3 separate regions of the Sus scrofa genome follow, and all the other regions are linked to region 1. Evidence: chromatin contacts called from public HiChIP or PLAC-seq data. All regions are on one chromosome and are shown on one strand. Each heading gives the region's core, a stretch centred on a gene start, on an enhancer-like site or on the middle of the called end of the contact. The rest is flanking DNA. Distances are from core to core; before and after follow the strand shown.

What was found. HiChIP or PLAC-seq counts read pairs in DNA pulled down with a chosen protein or histone mark.
Region 2: an H3K27ac HiChIP or PLAC-seq map of alveolar macrophages shows a contact between it and region 1. The contact joins two enhancer-like sites. A contact is called at or near these places in 1 of 5 promoter capture datasets (fetal liver) and 1 of 2 datasets of contacts at active chromatin or transcription factors (alveolar macrophages).
Region 3: a contact with region 1 is called in an H3K27ac HiChIP or PLAC-seq map of alveolar macrophages. The contact joins two enhancer-like sites. A contact is called at or near these places in 1 of 5 promoter capture datasets (fetal liver) and 1 of 2 datasets of contacts at active chromatin or transcription factors (alveolar macrophages).

What each region holds. Positions count from the first base shown.
Region 1 is chr1:29,852,841-29,856,337 of Sscrofa11.1, reverse strand. SLC2A12 (solute carrier family 2, facilitated glucose transporter member 12) reads right to left here. Exons shown (of 5, transcript XM_003121191.6): 2 at 1-396. Among named protein-coding and RNA genes, the nearest start is that of SLC2A12, 19 kb to the right of the region's middle. Within about 2 kb of position 1,772, at least 7 of the 83 cell types and tissues checked have an H3K27ac peak or open chromatin away from gene starts, as enhancers often do. A contact at or near this core is called in alveolar macrophages, where this site is marked.
Region 2 is chr1:29,150,287-29,153,783 of Sscrofa11.1, reverse strand. No RefSeq gene overlaps it. Among named protein-coding and RNA genes, the nearest start is that of ALDH8A1, 91 kb to the right of the region's middle. Within about 2 kb of position 1,588, at least 18 of the 83 cell types and tissues checked have an H3K27ac peak or open chromatin away from gene starts, as enhancers often do. A contact at or near this core is called in alveolar macrophages, where this site is marked.
Region 3 is chr1:29,185,422-29,188,918 of Sscrofa11.1, reverse strand. No RefSeq gene overlaps it. Among named protein-coding and RNA genes, the nearest start is that of ALDH8A1, 130 kb to the right of the region's middle. Within about 2 kb of position 1,893, at least 5 of the 83 cell types and tissues checked have an H3K27ac peak or open chromatin away from gene starts, as enhancers often do. A contact at or near this core is called in alveolar macrophages, where this site is marked.

The sequences.
Region 1 (3,497 bases), core at 523-3,022:
GAAGCCCTCGTCGGTGTTGGGGAGCAATCTCTGCGATGTAGACGCAGGTAGCGATGGAAGAGAGTGAAATGGAAACCCCTATGGCAATGCGTCCCACTATGAGAGCCGCATAAGACAAAGTGACGATCAAGACCAGGCTTCCAACTCCAAGCAGGCAGGACGACAGGATGATGGCAGCCCTTCTTCCGTACCTGTCAATCACGACCCCTCCGACAAGAGAGGCCAGTAAGGCCCCGATGAGGAGGGAGCTCACCACCATCTCCTGCTCGTGGCAGGTCAGGGCCAACAAGGTTCTTATCTGCAGGAGAGCCCCAGAGATGAGCCCAAGTTCATATCCCACCAGGAAGCCGCTGACAGCAGCCGTGACAGATGATAGGAGAGTAAACATGCCGCAACCTACGAGCAGAGTGGAGAAAAGGGTCAGGTCTGAATCGTGTCTGGTGGAGACTTAAGCTTGCCTGGGTGTCTTTTGCACAGCACTGAGTATAGGCACATACAATCGGAGTCAAATAGTACATTCGCCCAAACAATTAGATAAAAAGGAAAAATCCTTTTTCTTTCACTTTTGGGGAGGAGACAGGTGGAGACATTTAGAAAGTTATTTCCTGTTATTTGTGAGCTGGTGTTGGTTTTTGTTTGGAGCAGACAGATACGGGAGATGAGCAGATGACAGAGGAGGAGGACTGAACAAACAAGAATGCAGTTAATTCCTGCCTTGGCATTGGGTCAGAAATTTGAGAGCCTGGCTTCTTGGGTCCCGCTGTCTAAGGCAAACCCTTGAGGGCAGGACAGAGAGGGAAGTGGCCTGCGGGTCCCTCCCTACTGTGTATCCTGGGGGAAAACGGAGCACAGCCTCTAGGGCCCTCCTGTCTCCTGGGCTGCAATGCACCACCACTGGCTTTTGCAGAAGCACTTGTGGATGTTGGGGAGGCTGGGGTGTGAAGAGGGCCTTCACAGAGCCAGGATTGAGTTCAGAAAGAAAGAGGGAGAAGTGGGGCAGGGCAGGGAGCCAACCGCACGCACCCATCACTCACTCCGAGGAAGCAGGAAGGGGCCTGGGACCTGGGGGAAGAAGAACCAAAGTGACTTTATAGTGTTCCATTTTTTTAACATGAAAATCTGAAGGAAAAGAGCAAAATGTGAACATTCATTTTCAGTGGTAGGTAGGTAGGTAGGTGTGTGTTATACGTTTGTAACGTGTCAAAACAGAAACGAAACAAAACACAACGCCAAGGGAAGAGTATCACAGGCAGAGGAAGCATTAGTTGCCAAGACCTGAGCATGGTGTCACGGGGTGGGGGGAGTGGCACAGCGTGACTTTGAGAAGGAGGTGGGACAGGGCAGCCCTGAATATGGGTAGGTACAGAGGACACACTTCATACAGGGCCTGGCAGGTCACAGTGACAACTTTTTTTTTTTCTACTCTCTGTACAGGGGTGGATGCCCACTAACCAGTAAAAGGGAGGACACTTTGAGTTTCTTGCTGCCATCTAGTCTAAGCCTAGTTCTTCAAGGGGCAGTTCTGGTAGCAGGTGGGGAGTTTGTCGCCTTCGTCTTGACAGGGGATGGTGCCAGCTTAGATTTGGGTGTGGGAGTGGAACTGAAGACAAGCAGACAGATGCAAGAGTTCATTTGGAAGCAGAAACGATGACCCTTGTTCAAGAATTGGCGTTGGAGGGTCAGGAAGTGCGTCAGAACCCATGACGGCCGTCTGGTTTGAGCAGTCAGGAGAGTTTTATGATATTCAGTGCCCTGTATGCAAGGCTATGTACTACATAAAGCAACAGACTAACCTAGAGAGGAAGGGGAAGGGACCTGGCCGTGGGTAGCGGTAAAAGGAGAAGTGGAAATCGGCAAGTCTACGTTACGTAATATGGTTCTTTTTTTTCTTTTTAGGGCGGTACCCATGGCATATGTAAGTTCCCAGGCTAGGGGTCGAATCAGAGTTGCAGCTGCAGGCCTACACCATAGCCACAGCCACTCAGGATCCAAGCCACATCTGCAACCTACATCATAGCTCACGAGCCTTGGGATTGAACCTGCATCCTCATAGATACTAGTTGGGTTCTTAACCTGCTGATCCACAATGGGAACTCCATGTTACAGAATATTGGGTAGAGTTCCCTAAACAGCAGGTCCCCACTGACCACCCATTCCATATACAATTGTGTGCACATGCCTGTGGATATGTGCATGTGTATAACTGAATCACTTGTTGTGCAATGGGGATTATCAAAGCATTATAAATCAACTATACTTCAATAAAACTTTAAAAAAAGAAAAAAAATCCACATTAGAATAAATGTTTTTACTAGTTTTACCTGGAAGATGTTCAGGTAAAAATGTCAAGTAGGAGATTGAGTATACAGATTTGGAGCTTAGGAGGCAGGTCAAGGCTGGAGATTCATATTTGGGATTGGGCAGTGTGTGTTTGGGATGGGGAGTTCCCGTCATAGTGCAGCGGAATCGAACCTGCCTAGTATCCCTGAGTATGCGGGTTGGTCCCCTGGCCTTGCTCAGTGGGTTAAGGATCCGGCATTGCTGTGAGCTGTGGTGTAGGTTGCAGACATGGCTTGAATCTGGCATTACTGTGGCTGGGGTATAGGCTGGGAGCTGTAGCTCCGATTTGATGCTTAGCCTGGGAACTTCCATATGCCAAGGGTGAGCCCCCCCCCCAAAAAAAGGAAAGCCATGGGATGCATGAGATCACTTAGGCAGATGGAATAGAGAGAAAAGAGAAGCAGGATGAGTCCGGGGACCTAGGGAACACCAGTATTTAGAGGAGGAGACCACAGGAAAGGAGATGCAGAAGCCGAATGAGATGTGTATGAAAAGGACTAGAAATGTGTGCTTGGATGCACAATTATCACAAGCTGAGATAAGACTGCTCAGCTGTGCCCCTGCAGGGGTAGGAGATGGGGTTTAAAAACGCTGTTTTGCTTTGGTGAACGGAGCAGGTCAAATGAAGGTGATCTGCAATCTCTTCCCACCACAAGCACCCAAGGTATTTTACATCTCTGGGATCCTGGCGGCATATGGGAAATGAAAGACTCAAAAAAAATTTCACTAAAAAAGCATCAAATATTTAGATGGAGGAACAAATACAAATGCAATAATCCACAATAAAATAATGCAATAATCCACAATAAAATATAAGCATTGCAAATGAAAAACATTAAACTGAAATTAAATCAGCAATTTATCCAGCTAGTCAGAAAAGAAATCTTTAATACTATATGGCAGCAGGCATTTCCCTAAGTACTGGGAGATGTCTATATACACATGCAGATCTCTCTCTCTATATATACGCCATAATGAAACAAAACAAATAATGGCTCTTTCCCCCCCAGAAACTTAACATTCTGGTGATGTCTCTATTTTCTATTATTTATTAGTTACAGTTTTAATTTTCACATGCAAAATGATTTTAAAGTACTCACATGCCCTCCATGTCCACATATTCTTTTTCCCCCAAATGATCTTAAAAATCCTCAACA
Region 2 (3,497 bases), core at 339-2,838, 700 kb after region 1:
AATTACTAAGGGAAGGTACCAATTGTTAAAGAAAACTAAAAAATACCCACAATGACTGTGAAATCTTTTCCTGCCCCACTCTTTAGGTAATTTGTTCTGATTGCAACTATTTCAAAAGACAAGATTACACACCAGGGAAGCAAAAAGATAAAAAGAGAAATCTGTTCCCTGCTGGGGCCCTATCAGAGCTTAGCTCATGTTTGGAAGCAAAGGCAAATTTTTTTTTCAGCCCTAATGAAACCTTGTTAACTGTGAACACGGGGTCTGAACTGATCTGGTGAGAGGAATTTCTGGGTCCCTGGGAGATCATTAGGGGGTCATCAGTACATTCAGGAGTCATTGCATGCTTGTCCTTTTTTCTTAAATACCTACTAAAAACTGTCTTCATGAAGCTGTATAAAGAAAATGGAAGAACAAAATTGAAGTCCATCCTCTTTTTCAGGCAGAAATAGATATCACTGCCATCTATAAGACATGGAATAAAACATCTGAGTTTTCAAACCTTATTTCTTTTTCCCTTATTTTTGCCCATTTTCTTTCACAGTCAGCAACTCTTGTCCTACTAGGATACTATTTTAACCGTGGTATGTAGGTTAAGGATATGCTGTTTTGTTTACAGGAGATAAATTGTTGTTACGATTACTATAGGAAGCAGCAGACCAATGACCTTGAGGACTCACCAGGAAAAGCAGCCCTTCTGTGCGTGAAAATGACGGGGGCTCCAGGAAGGATAAGCACGAGGCAGAGACCTGGAGTTGGGGGACTTCCTCTGGAGTTGGGGACTTCCTCTGGAGTTGGGGGGAAGGGATAGACACAGTTACAGCATTCAACCCAGCACCATATTCTTGCCTTAGAGTTTAAGCCCCACCTAACTGAACCCATCTGAGCCAAACACAGAGCAAAGCACTGTTTGTAGAATCCTGTCCCAAGAGTAGGCGAGAAAAGTAGCTCAAACCCAGTAGAGAGGTGTTCCATGCCATTCATTTTATTCAGTGGTCAAGTACGTTTTGATAGAGCTTCAAAACCTACATGTGATATCAAATAGCCTGCATAAGAGAATGCAAGGCAGAACAGCCCTGGAGCACAAGTCGTAGTTGCGGAACTATGGCCCCTAAAAGGGGGTGGCGATGGGCAAGATATGATTCTACCCCGCCCCCCCAGAGAAGCTTATGCTTAGATATTAGATATGAAAACTAAAGGACAGAAACGCGCACCCTCTAAGATTCTTTCTAGCTCCACAGTTCTTTGAGGGCAGAAATAAGATTTAACGTGAGAAATGTTTAGGCCCAGAAGGGATACCAGTCCACACAGGTGTGCCATGGTGTACAGAGTTTATGTATCTAAATGAGATTTTGTTAAATAAAAATTGATATGTTTGTACAAAGTGTTTATTCACATAAAAGGCGTCACTGAGGTTTGAATTAAAAAAAAAAAAAAGAAATTTAAAAAGTAATTGGAGAGACCTTAGAAATGACCCAGTCCAGGATTTTGTTTGTTGGTTTGTTTTACAAATGAAAGATCCCTCCAGCCTCAGAGGTCCGTTCCTTCCAGGCCTCGTTCTGCAGAGAGCAGAGCTGGAAGCAGATCCTAGGCCCTGAGGCTGACACTCCTGCCTCTGTGGAGTGGGGCCACCCTGGTGACATCCTATCTGCCTAATGAGGAAACAGCGTCATCTAGTGGCAATTTATCAGAATTTTCTAGGGGAGCTGTGCTTCAGCTCATCCAAGGGGATGAAAAACGTCCCACTTGCCCATCTCTGCTGTTCCAGATCTCCCAAGACTATATCTCTGGATCCTTTTCTTCTCTGAGTTTTCCAAAACCCAGCATTTCCCCGTGGAACTCTCTCCCCTAACTCCTTTGCCCACTAGCATTTTTCTCCTCTTAAGCCAAAATTTCAACACAGCCATCAAGAATCATCCACCACTGGAGTTCCTGTTGTGGCTCAGTGGTAATGAACCTGACTAGTACCCATAAGGATGTGGGTTTGATCCATGGCCTTGCTCAGTGGGTTAAGGATCCCATGTTGCTGTGGCTGGGGCATAGGCTGCAACTCTGACTCGACCCCTAGTCTGGGAACTTCCAAATGCCAAGGGTACGGCCCTAAAAATCAAAAAGAAAAAAAAAAAAAATCCACCTCAAGGACGATACCCATCATGGCTGTTTTCCTTTGAGTGTTTCTTGATTTGAGTTTTCAGCAAAATAACACTCTTAACCATGATTGGGGGCTTTTGCCAATTGATGTGTTTAATCAAAGAAATATGCTTTCTTGTGAAGATCCAGACTACGCTTTTCATTCAGCCTTGCTGATATAACCCTTGTATTTCCCCACCTACCAACAAACCAGGACACTTTTGTTGCCTTTGAAATAATTCTGGGTGTTTCCCAAGACAGTTCTGTGAACAAGCATGTGAGCTAATTTCAGACAGGTACATCTATTCACTCATCATTGGTGTTCTCAACCATTTACTAATCTCTTAGTTCCCCTGCCCTTAGGATCCTAATTTTGGAGTTAGAAAACAAAATACATCAACAAACAATTTTCTTATATGACGAGTGCTCTATTACAAGTAAGCTCAAAGGGAAGGGGAAAAATCATTTTGCTTAGATTACAAAAAGCTGCTCAAAAAATAGAAAACATTGGACTTAAGTTTTGAAGGTAGGTAGGTCTTTGGTTTGTAAAGAGAGGTGGGAATGGCATGATTGGCAGGGGGAACAGCAAGAACAAGTGTCCAGAGTCAAGAAAGTACATGGTTTGATAAAGAATAGCAAATAGTCTACTGTATTCACCAAAAGAAAGAGCCCAAGAAAGCAAATGGGAAGAGCTGCCAAAAGGCAGTTAGGAATTAGAATACAGGAGTTACTGTCAAGGCTCAGCAGTAATGAACCTGACTATTATCCACAAAGACACAGGATAGATCCCTAGGCTTGCTCAATGAGTTAAGGATCTTGCCATGAGCTTCTGCATAGGTTGTAGACATGCCTAGTATTTGGAGTTGCTGTGGATGTCGTGTAGGCTGGCAGCTATAGCGCAGATTCTGCCCCTAGCCTGGGAACTACCATATGCCTAAAAGAAAAAAAAGAAAAAAATTAAAAAAAATAATAATTAGAATACCTACCAAAATCTTGCTTCAAAAGACAATCCTGCAAGTCCTGCTATTGTTTCTTTTTAACTACCTTCATTCAAGCATCAGGTCTCCTTTTTCCATGCTTTTGCAAAGACAATGCGAAGATCCTTAGATGCCATCCTGGAGAACCTGGAATTTATATACAATAAGATACCATTGTAGTCTGTGCTACAACAAAAGACTATGTTTTGAGATCTCCAGGAAATAAAGTACTTTATTCATTCCAGCCATTTTGAAGTTTGTTTGTTTTTTGGTTTTTGGTTTTTTTCATTAAAAAAAACACCCTCATTGAGCAGCTGGTGGAACAGAGGCCCTGCACATGAATTATTGGCCAGCGTTGGAGCAAGAACTCAGACCTGTTGGCTCCCAATC
Region 3 (3,497 bases), core at 644-3,143, 670 kb after region 1:
AGACATTATCTTATCCATATATAAGAATTTGAAGCAAATAAAATTTAATCAAGGAATGTTTCAATTGCCTTTTCCTTCTTATTTTCCAGTATCCTCAGCATTCAACAAGAACACCACTGTACAGACAATAAACTTGTTAATCAGTTTTCTGCAATAAAGCTTATCTCTGTGAGTACATTACTCATCCAAAAAGTCCTAATGTAATACCCCTACCTGCAACTTTTATTCTCTCAGTAATCTTAGTTATGAATTTACTACTATGTGCTCAACTCTCAGGATATAATTTGCCAAGAAAAGCTTTTTTGAAAATTGTAAACTTCTTGAGTTTTGAATCAATAAACTTGATGGCAATCTTGAATTTTATTATTAAATTTCCTCAAAGCTTTTTTTCCCTCTCCTAATGGTACCTGTTGGCTTACAGCACTGTTGATATTTGGTCTCAAAGTCTGTACCATCCACTTCAGACTGCTTTCATAAGCAATTTGGTTACAAGATGGTCCAGTCTTGGCATGCAGTGGGCTGCCATTAGCTTTACCTAAGCCAACCATAGACCAAATTAGGTACTGAGGGGAAAATGAAAACAGAAAGCATATTGCTTTTTTTCATTCAATCTTCTATTGAATTATTTATTCAAGCATTCATTGAGCACCTATCCTAAGTGCCAAATAAGACTCAGCCCAGGAAACACAATAATGAATTAACTACAATTTCACCACCCAAGCCCTCCACCCCATCTCACACTGATGCACTATTTTGCAAAGAATATGCAGCCCAGTGGAACAGAGAACTGTTCCTTGTGATGCTATTAAATAAGCACTAATAAAGATATGTGCAGCAATATGACTAGAACAAAATCCAGTTAAACTTGCTGTATGAACTTAGAATATGTCTCCCAGTCCCACCTCTACCCCAACTTGGAAGGATTCCCAAATGAAAGCTATAGGTTTGTTCTATACTCGCTCTGATTCTCAATGTCTCTACCCACCACCATGAGGCTAGTGCCTTTATTTGAGGGCTTCTCAGAAAAGGATGCTACTAGAAATCATCTTGAATGATGTATACGGCTGAACATTTTTGTAATGTTGAGCAAAAATATTTATCAATTTTATTTTTTGATGTAGAAATTAGTCAAAAGCCAAGATCATCTGCTAATTTTGTTGTATGTTTTCTTTCTAGAATGTTTAAAATTTCCTACTTAAGTATGGAAAATTCTCTCTCACTCCTTGAAAAAAAAAAAGGAGGTAAAGGAAATCTAGTTTAAAATTAAAATTGTTTCATCCAGACGTGTTTTGTAATAACTCAGTTTTGTTTGAAGACTGCCATTCTTTGTTTTTATGAATTTTAATATGAGATTAGATATGATAGCAAGTGTGTGTGTGTGTGTGTGTGTGTGTGTGTGTGTGTGTGAAATCTTATAAAAACAGGAAAGTGCATCGTAATTCCTGGTCATATTCAGTGCCAGAAAGAAAATATTTGATCTGAATAGTGAGCTGGGTTCAAGCCAGATCTTAGCCAATGTTTGGTTCTTTGAATCATCCTTCTCATCTTTATCCCTTTCCCACCTCCCCTTCCTCATCACCACCACCACCACCACCATCATAATCATCATCCTCATCAGCGCTACCATATATCAAAACCTTGCTAACTCCAGGCATTATGCTGGATATTTTACACAAATCCTCAAAACAACCCTTCTAGGAAACTGACACATAAATTAAGTAAACTGTCTATGCAGCTAGCTAGAAGGACAGAGCTAGAATTAAAATAATTCCCACTAGTTTCTTAGCAGAGGCAGAGCCACCCCCCATCTCCACCCAGTTTCAGGACAGTGCACATGCAGGGCTTCAGTGTACGCCTCCATGGGAGCATTGAGTCAGCAGCCCCAGATCCCAGAATTCACATGACCTCAGCCTTGTGACTTGCTTCTACATCAGCTGGGGCAGTGTGACAGACGTCTAGGAGAAGAGGAGTGTGTCCTCAGAGAAGGTCATCTTTAATCCTTCAAAGACTTCTCTGTGCCTCTCCAACTCTAAGGTTGGTTTTGCATGAGCCCTCATTTTCCCCCTACCTGCTTTTTTTTTTTTTTCTTCCCCTTACTTTTCTAAACAACACTAATGTTGTGGATCAGATACAGTAATATAATAGGAATCTGAGCGGTAACTACAGATGGTCAGAAGGTGCCAGGGGTGGCTTCTACTGGCTCCTTTCCCTCCAATCCTGTAACAAATGTTGCCACCTGTTATCAGGGAGCAGATTCAATAACAAATTCTATGATTGGAATTAAATTGCTTTAACTTCACTACAATCACTTCTTTTGTTGGGAAAAAATGTATTCAAATTATTCAGTTTATTGGATTTTTACCAATCTCTTCAACCCTTAGGTACCTTTGTAGAATGTGTGCTAGATATGAAGTAGGAGTTAGAGAGGAAACATGCTAATTTTTTCAATTCAATCTTAACATTAAAATAATTAGTAATTTTTCTGTGTTAAAAAAAAAATCTGTAAAATCTCATTAAGAATAATCCAAAAAGAAGAAGAGAAAGAAACTTGGTAAGTTTTCTGTTCAAGTCGCATATCCATTTTCAGATATGTTGACTAACTTTAGAAATCCCATTCGAAATATTTACCATAGGCAAGATGATCCCATGTTGATGAGTATTCATATAACACCAGAAAATATGATTAGATTTATCTGCTGCAGAAAGGAACTTCTGCAATTAGCGCCCTGGCACTTCTTCCAAAAGGAAAGTATTCAAACTCTGTAAATGAGGGGAATACCTACTTCAATTCTGAATACCTCCTTCAACTCAGACCGTAGCTGAGTATTTGGGGAGCATAGTCATGCCCTCAGAGAAGAGGCTAGACCCTAACAAGGGCTCAGGAGTTCAGAGTGGAGCTCAGATACAGGAGTAACCATCGAGTCTAGAAGAAACTAACCCCCACCTACTCAGTATGTGACTTCAGATGACAAGACTTTTCCAGATTACACATGTTGGTGAGGCCAGAGCTACCAAGGACAAGTAGAGCTGGAAAAGGAAGGATCAACACCACATTTTATTTATAGCTCATCTATGCTTATTAAATTCCCCCTTATTTGTGTATTAGTTTACCATTTCCTCTCACCTTGCCTCACATCATTTTCTGTAAGAGAATCCCACTCCACTGTGTTCTGGAATAAAGCCCTAAATGTTAGTTTTTCAGTCTTGGTCATCTTCGCATTCTCAGAGAAGTCTAACAAAGTAACTTGTCCATAAATTTACTCAGCTATATATTGAACTGTATTTTTTAAAATGATATTGAGATGAGATAACAAGGATTTACTTTCTAAAGCCATGTGTAATCATTCTGACATAAAATACTATTGTAAACCTGCCCATTTTGACCTCAGTATAACAGCTTGGACTCCTTTGGAGTGCATTTTATACAGAGTGGTGTTGCAATTGCTAAGGCAGTTGCATTCTTTCTAGAGAATAGCAAAGACTCTTTGAAGCAATCA